Linked DNA regions of Delphinus delphis: all the other regions are linked to region 1. Evidence: chromatin contacts called from public Hi-C data. All regions are on one chromosome and are shown on one strand. The core of a region is the stretch at or near the end of the contact, and the rest is flanking DNA. Distances in the headings are between cores, read along the strand shown.

What was found. Hi-C and Micro-C count contacts between places; a contact is called where the count stands out from the background.
Region 2: a contact with region 1 is called in a Hi-C map of lung, with 4 times the contacts expected there. The contact joins the promoter of NASP here to the promoter of MUTYH in region 1. A contact is called at or near these places in 2 of 3 Hi-C or Micro-C datasets (lung and muscle).
Region 3: a Hi-C map of muscle shows a contact between it and region 1, with 2.6 times the contacts expected there. The contact joins the promoter of AKR1A1 here to the promoter of MUTYH in region 1. A contact is called at or near these places in 2 of 3 Hi-C or Micro-C datasets (lung and muscle).

What each region holds. Positions count from the first base shown.
Region 1 is chr1:37,088,202-37,090,880 of mDelDel1.2, forward strand. MUTYH (mutY DNA glycosylase) reads right to left here and starts at 1,380. Exons shown (of 17, transcript XM_060021276.1): 1 at 1,253-1,380. It overlaps TOE1 (target of EGR1, exonuclease), which reads left to right and starts at 1,425. Exons shown (of 8, transcript XM_060021288.1): 1 at 1,425-1,582; 2 at 2,315-2,457; 3 at 2,544-2,584. The coding sequence starts at 1,531.
Region 2 is chr1:37,295,420-37,298,098 of mDelDel1.2, forward strand. It overlaps NASP (nuclear autoantigenic sperm protein), which reads left to right and starts at 1,375. Exons shown (of 15, transcript XM_060021351.1): 1 at 1,375-1,535. The coding sequence starts at 1,477.
Region 3 is chr1:37,276,983-37,279,661 of mDelDel1.2, forward strand. AKR1A1 (aldo-keto reductase family 1 member A1) reads left to right here and starts at 1,368. Exons shown (of 9, transcript XM_060021308.1): 1 at 1,368-1,517. PRDX1 (peroxiredoxin 1) reads right to left here and starts at 1,186. Exons shown (of 6, transcript XM_060021344.1): 1 at 1,165-1,186.

The sequences.
Region 1 (2,679 bases), core at 130-2,629:
AGCTAGTGCAAAGGCCCTAAGGAGGTTGCCTGGTGTTTGTAGAACAATGAGGAAGCCAGCATGGTTAGAATGGAATGAGGAAAGGGTGAGGAGTTGATGAGGTCAGAGAGGTAAAGAAAGTGGAGAGCCCAGGACTACAAGTACCTTGTAGGCCACTGGAGAGGGCTTTGGCTGTCACACCCATTTCTCTTAAAAGCCAATCCTCTTAATATAAGCTTTGTAGGCTCCAACAAGCCCCATCCCCCTCGCTCACTACGGAACAACTATGTTGTCCTGAAATAGTTGGTTCAAAATCCCCAAGTGTCTGTCCTCCTTGAGGCCTCACCCAGTCCATTTCCTCTGCTTGAAGAGCTCTTCTATGTTTTACCTAACAGTTAGTCATTTTTCAGGTCTTGACTTAAATGTCCAAATCAGATCCCCCCCAGTCTTACCCTCTTGTGTACTTCTCCATTGTTGCTCTTATACCAATTTTAATTCCATGTTTATTTGTGATTCTTTGATCAGTGTCTGCTTCCCCCACTTAACTGTAAAACTCCATATAAGCTAGGACTGGGTATCTTTTGTTGGCTGTTGTGTCCCCAGAGCCGAGCACGGTGCCAGGCAAATTGTATATAATACTTGTTAAACTAATTTGGGATGGGGTAGAGTAAAAGGAGGTTCCCCTTTTTCCAGAATGGGAAAAATCCAAACAATTCAGAATAATGAAAAGACTCGAGAGAAAGGTTGAAGATGGACTGGAAACAGCAAATAATCAAAGAGATAAAGGGTTGAGAGTCCTTGGTGGGAAGCAGAGCCCTTGGGAAAGGGCTAGTCTACGGTAGGGACAACACTCACGGTAGCAGGAATCATGTCCAAAACCCCTCAAGGTCAACTATATCTCCTAATTACTTACAATCTGTCCCTACCGGAGGCTTAATTCAAATCCTTATTACCACGCGCACGGATTGTTTCAAAAGTGTTCCTGCTAGCCGGTCGCTCTCAACCTCCGCAGCCTCATCTCCTGTCTCCGTCCCGGCTTCTTTCACTTCCTGGAACGCCGTGAGCTCCCCACCCTCCCTGGCAGCTTGCCCCTTCCCAAATATCCTTCCTTCCCCTACACTCCCCAGTCTTTGTATAACTCCTACGCGTGCTTTAAGCTTAGCTCAGGCAGCGCCACATCCTCTGGGGATCCCCACCCCGGGGCCGAATCGATGAAGACAGGGTAACGCGAAGGCCCACGTTCCAATTGCGTTGTACGCAGAGAAAAAATTACCTCCTGCGCGATCTCCAGCGCCCAGCTCCCAGACGAACTCCAGGGGGCGTGGCTCCGGCCAATCCGGGCGGTGAACCGGCCCACGCCAGCCAATAGGCTCCTAGCGCGCGCCAGGCTGGCTCCACCGCGCCAGACCCGGGAGGTCTGAACGGAAGTCCGACCGGTCGGCGACTCCGGGGGTGAAGCTCCGCCCCGTCCCCGACTGCAGGAGCGGAGTGAGGAGACGAAGAGGAAGTCCCGCGTGCACACTGACTATACAAGCGAGGGACCTCGGTGTCATGGCCGCCGACGGTGACGATGGCGCAGCCTCAGCTCCAGCCGTCTCTGACGGTGAGTGGCTTCCCAGGGGCCGCTTTAAAAGCCTGTGCGGTCCGGTGGGGGGAGGGTCTCGGGCTCGTAGTTCTAAGAAACCGATCTCAAGTTTCAGAGGAATAGCGCCTTCTTTCTGAACCAGCCACGAGGAGACTACAAGTCCCGGTGTGCACCACAGTTCCGCCTGCAAAAGCCTAGAGTCTTGGGCGCAGGGCATGTGGGGGCATGTCGGGAGATGTAGTCTGGAGTTCATGGCTCTGTTAAGTTAGGGAGGTTGGGAGTTGTGGTCCACAGGAAGTGGGACGTGTTGGGGCGTTATTTATCAGGCTCTGGGGCATACTGGCTACTGCCGCCGCTTGTGGCCATGAACAGTAGTATAGAGCCTTTGAGATAGTAAAGGGGCTGAAATCATCAAGCCTTGCAAACTATTTCCTGCAGGATGTGAGGAAAAGGAACCTCACAGATCATCTAGTCCTACCTTCCTCTTTTACAGGTTTTGATGCTGAGGGGGAAGAAATTTTCCCAGAGTCTCACATAAGCCACTGGAAGACCCAGGCTTTCTCTCCCCAAATTCAGGACACTGTTCACTCCAAGGCCTGTGTATAGAGCATATGTGATACGCTTGAGGAGAAAGCTGCCATTTCTTGCCTTGAAGGAAACTGCCCCTGCCCCCAGCCATGGCCTAGCTTGGTATCTTTTTTCTTAGGCCCTTGCCTGAGCATTAACATCCGTCACCCTCCTTATCCCCAGGTGGTGCCAGCCAAAGCACAAAATCTGGGGAGGAGCTAGTAGTCCAGGTTCCCGTGGTGGATGTGCAAAGTGACAACTTCAAGGAGATGTGGCCATCCCTCCTGCTGGCCATAAAGACGGCTAGCTTTGTGGCTGTGGACACGGTGAGAGTTGGGAGTTGGGAGAGCAGGTGGTTGTGAAAGGGCTGATACTGTGGACCTAACACAACTCTCCCTTTACTGCGCCATAGGAACTGAGTGGGCTTGGGGACAGGAAGAGTTTGCTGAACCAGTAAGTATAAGCCCTGATCTCTTTAGTCCTAGCCTTGGAAGGAGGGGCAGACCTCAACCCTGTAGTGGAGGTCACAGTCCTGGGTGGTTTGGGTC
Region 2 (2,679 bases), core at 125-2,624, 210 kb after region 1:
GTTGCCGCGAGCGGGTGCTACTCTTCATTGCATTGCACGGGCTTCTCATTGTGGTGGCTTCTCTTGTGGAGCTCGGGCTCTAGGCACGCAGGCTTCAGTAGTTGCGGCACGCGGGCTCTAGAGCGCAGGCTCAGTAGCTGTGGCGTGCAGGGGCTTAGCTGCTCCACAGCATGTGGGATCTTCCCGGACCAGGGATTGAACCTGTGTCCCCTGCATTGGCAGGCGGATTCTTAACTGTGCCACCAGGGAAGCCCGCAGGTCCAGGTCTTTATCCCTAAATATTTCAAACTGCCTGAGTCTTGACAGACTGGAATAAGAATCCTCCCCAAGAATCTTTCTCAGTATGTCTGAACCTGGACGGAAATAAAATTCTTGTTCTGACCTTTGTAGGCAAGGCCATGGTGGAAGGCAATGGATTATGCTCCAGATGTGAGGAAGTGCAATTATCTTCCACTCAGCGAGTTGCAGAAAATGAGGCACACTGCTTCCCATAAATGACTTGTCTTGCAACCTTCTGAGCTAGTCATACCTTCTTTGAACCTTGGTTTCTATTTCTACCAAATGGGACGGATAACACCGTTGTCACTAGTAGCGTTGCTGTTAAGATTAAGTAAGACAGCTAGTAGCTTTAGAATGTCTAAGCACAGTGCCCCCGGACATAGTGGACAAACTATAAACCGTAGCTTGGAGTGGACGAAAAGAGCTGGGAGCTTTATGCTAGTCAGATTTGGGAGTCTGGGTAGGGCCTAAGAGGATGGCTTCACCGGATTGGGCCAGCCGAAGGGGGCGGGCCCAGAGGGAGGAGCCAGCCGCGTCCCGCCGCAGCCCCCAGCTTTGAATCAAGCGCGGTAGTTTCAGGCGGTGGCCAATCCTAGGACAGCATTTCCTTGCGTCAGTTGTTGTTGAGGTTCAGAGCCACGCGTCTCTCACCGATATCTGTTCTAGCCGTTGCTGGTATACACGTGCTTGGCTGTTTCGTGTCCATCCGTTACGACTGAGCGGACCGACAGAAAGTCTTAGTTAACTTCCTGAGTATACGGCCTGGAAAGAGACTGTCGGCTACTCGCTCCGAACATGTAGTGCAGCTCCAGCTTCCCCTTCTCTGGAAGTCGCTGGCCGCCGTTCAGTCAGGAGTAGTAGTACCAAGATTCTAGTTCTTCTTACGCGACTTGCTAGAGAAGCAAAAAGTTGCTTTTTTCGAGGAAGCCAGGGAGGAAAGGTATCACGCAGAACCAGGTGGTGCGGGTGGGGGATGTCCTTGGGCAGGATTGGGGCTGGGTCCTGGCCCTTTAAACTCGAGGGGGAGGATCCGGAAGTGGATGGGCGGGGCGAAGGGCCCTGGTATATAAGAGGGCCCAGCCGCGCGGGGTCTCCAATCTGCCATTTTCTGTCCACGAATAAGTCTCTGGCTTTCCAAATTCTCTGTTTTTCCCTCAGGCACTATCCCGTCCGCTGGCCCACCACCTCAGGCGAACGATGGCCGCAGAGTCCACAGCCACTGCCGCCATCACCGCGGAGCTGGTTTCCGCCGATAAGTAAGCTGGACCGTGGAGAGCTTGAGGCACTGGCCAGTCCGCAGGGAGGGGGTAGTGGACGGAGGCTAACCGGGAGGGACAGACCGGAGGGTGGGAGGGCTTTCCTTCCAGTGAACAACCGTCGCTGTTCGGGGAGGGCCGGACACTGGAGAAGCCCACTTGTAGCAGAGAGCCTCGCTCATTGGCAGTAACGCCGGCCGGCTGGGGCCCCCTGCCCCGCTTTTCGCGGTCGCCATCTTGCCGGGGGCAGCGGCGGCTGTCTCCATCGCCTGCCCCTCTCCTTCCTCCCCAGGCCCGGGGCTATCGGCGGGGAGGCGGGGCCCCGGCGCGGCAGTGTACCTTCACGTCCCTGCTGTCCCCGCACTCCTGGCGTGCGCCTCCGGTAGGATCCCCAAACACATCGGGAAAATAACCAACAGAGATTTGGCGCCAAAAAAAAAAACTGCACGAGGGAGGAGGCCGGACCGGTGGGTCGGGATGGGCGGGGTCTCTCGGGGGCGGGGTCGTGCGCTTGTGCGTTCGCTTCCCTCCGCCGGCTTTGGAGCAGGGGGCGGGGCCCTGAGGAGGCGGGAAAACTCCATTGTTTGGGGCTGCGGCTCCCGAGCGCCTCGGACTTCCGCCGTGGGACGCGGTGAAGCTTGTGCCCCGCGGTCTCCTCGCTCACCTGGTACTCTCCTGCCCTCAGCAAGGCCCATTCTTTTGTCTGTGGTGGAGAGCATCGTGGTTCTTTTAGACTTTGGGGACGTTGGCGGGGGACTTGGCTGCTTCTGGGGGATTTTATCGTGAGGCGACGCATCTTCTAGCACTGCGTCGAGGTCTTTTCACTTCTAGCAGTGTTTGGTTGCTAGGAGAATGGGCAGTATTAAGCGCGAAGTGAACAGAAGGACTGGAAGGAATGATAGAAGACATGATTGCTATGAAAACGGCACAGTGTCACTCAGACATAAAGGTATTTTTTGAACAGTGAAGGGAAACAGGCAGTTATTCGAAGAAACAAGAAATAACCCAAATTATTAAGTGGCAGACTCTAGGTTAAACCCTAGTATTTCAAGTTTTTATTCCCTCATTACTCATCCTTTCCCCCATCCCCAAAGCTTGAGAGGAAATTGCATGAAAATCTAATTAGCTAGTTAGAACAATAAAG
Region 3 (2,679 bases), core at 118-2,617, 190 kb after region 1:
AGTGTGCTGGTAATACTGTATATTCATCTGGATGGTGGTTATGTTGAAAAAAAAATCACAGAGTTGTACGTTTAAGATTTGTGCATTGTTCTGTCTGTATTGTCGATTAAAAAAATATTCACAAACTAAAAGTTAGAGTTGTTTTATTTGGTGGCAGTTTTTAGGACTTCAAGCCCAGAAGGCAGCATCTCAAGTAACACTGAGAGAACTGCTCCAAGGAGGCAAGGGGGGAGCTAGGATATATAGGAGCTTTGTAACAAAGGGCAGGTAGTCAGAACGTCATAAGATTACCGTTAATTAAAGAAAACCAGAAATCCCAAGTTAAGGAATTTAGCGCTTTTCTCTGCATGGGAAGATGCAAGAAAGGGTCTGGGCTCACTGAAATCATGCCTTTGCTATGCACCTCAGCTATCTGGGGCCAGTATCCTGTGTTTTCGTATCTTGAAATCAGGGATCACCTTAGGGAGTGGCTGCAGTCTGATGGCTGCTAGATGGCAGGTATTCTTTGTTTCCTTCCTAAATTCCCTTAGGGCTCACTAGCTCACCTTCGGTGGCGGCTGCACAGCTGCAATCGCTGATGATTGCGACATCCTTTGTTTCCTGATATGGCAGGCAATATTCCATTTACCAGTATGCTATACTTCAATAAAAAGGCTTGCAGTAAATAAAATAAAAAAGAACATTCCCCTTCCAGGATTGTTGTGAAGACTCAATAAATTAATGTTTATAAAGCCTAAATATACATAAAACATAAATGCGCTGCCAGGGTCCACAGTCCGGATACAGAGAGCACTAACGTTTACCTCTTGAAGCCTGTAGTCCCAAGGTCTTCCCTGTTACTGTCAACCTCTGTGCTGCGGCTGTTCTCTGGACCTCAGTTTGCCTGACCAAATAATGGGACCAGTTTAGGTGTTTTCAGGGAACTTGGCCAACCCGGCTCTAAGGAAGAGAACAGATCAGAGTGGGGCCTGTAGTCCTTAGGGGGAGTCGACTGCATAAGTCACCACGTGGCAGCCGGGGTCTCCTCCCTCTGGCCGCAGAACGAGCAGAAGTTGCCCAGAGCGGCCTCGCGGGGGCGCGCGCTGCAATATGGGCCAGGCAGAGGCGCCCCCTGGCCCCGCCTCCGAGGCCGCTTACTTGGCCGTCGGCGCAGGCTTCACTCACCCGGGAGTTCTCCAAACTCGCGCTGTGGAGTATGCCCAGACTCCGCCAATCCACCCACCAGCGTCCTGAGGAAGAGATGGTGCAGCCCCCCAGCTGAGGCGTCCACTCCCCAGCTTGTTTCTGGGGACAGGGGCGGGGTTCACCACTGCGCGTGATGTTGAATGCCCGGCCCCAGCCCCTCCTCTGGGAGGAGCTTCTTCCTCACCGCCAGACTTAAGTCCCGGTGTCCAATCTCAGGCCAGTTTTTTGCTGCTCACCAATACCGGAAGCTGAGGCCCATTGGGTCGCTAGCAGGGCACAGGACTGAGCTGAAAAGCCATACTTCCCTGCTAACGTCCTGTGCTCGTGCCGAGGTGAGTTTCTCTTCTGCTGCCCCATCTTTGTCGTAGTGGAGATGGCCTCGAACCTTCACTACAGATGTGTCCGCCCCCGGGTTAGAGCGAAGAGCAAATGCTGAGGAGGCGGCCCGACTTGGTTTCTGATTTGAGCTTCCTCTTATTCGCTGAATGATCTTGGATAAGTTCTCAGTTTCTCTGGACCTCAGTTTTCTCAGCGGTAAAATCTGTTCCTACATCAGAACTGTATGTAACAAGAGTTAAAGTGAGATAAAGCTCTTAAAGCTCCCAGCACATACTGTCAGTAAGTTTTGGTTGCCATCTTCCTTTTGTCTACCCACCAACACGATTTTTTCAGGAACTCCGGCTTTAATGTGGAATTGCAGAGACGCTTCTCATAAGTGGCAGGAGGGGTGTGGGTTCGCTTGCTTAGGCACCTGCCTTGGGTTTGGGAAAGCCAGGGCATGTTTTTCTGTTGACCCAGTGCTCTGTTAAAGTGAGACTGGAATCTGAACCTTCACCGGATGGGGTTAGTATAAATTAACTCTCCCTTCAGCCTGTCCATACTCTGGGCTGCAGGACCTCCCTTAGAAGAGTCTTGATGATTCTAATCAGTCCTGTTACTTTTCCCAAGGTCTCAGTTTTCTTATCTGTAATACAAGAACAATCCGAGTATCATCCTTTCTGGAGTCACTGGGATTTTTTTTTTTTTCTTTTTACCGAAGATGATGGTAAATGCTTTGTTATTTTCCAGAGATGATTTTTTCCAGGTTATCCAAGAAGTAAAGGAAGAAGGTGATGGAGGCAGTGACTTTATCAAATGCCCCTCCTGCTGACAAGATCTCCCCCATTTGCCGCTGTGTGTGGGGTGGAGGAGGGAGCAGGCACTCTAGCAGCTACAGGTTTAGGTAGATGATAGGCCCTGACCTCAAGGAGTACCGAGATTTGTGAGGGAAAATGAACAAACAAATGCAGTGATGTGCACAACTGTCAGGACATGGGAGGAACCAGAAATTTAAACTGCTAGCTGAAGGGTGACTTGCAGTTAGCCAGGCAAGGGTGGGACTTGGGGAAGGAAAGTGTGCAGAGGCCTGGAGTCAAATGTGGTGGCTGGTTCTGCAAAGCCTGGAATATGGAGTCTGAAATGAAGAGGTGGAGAGATGGGGGAGGTGGGAGCCAG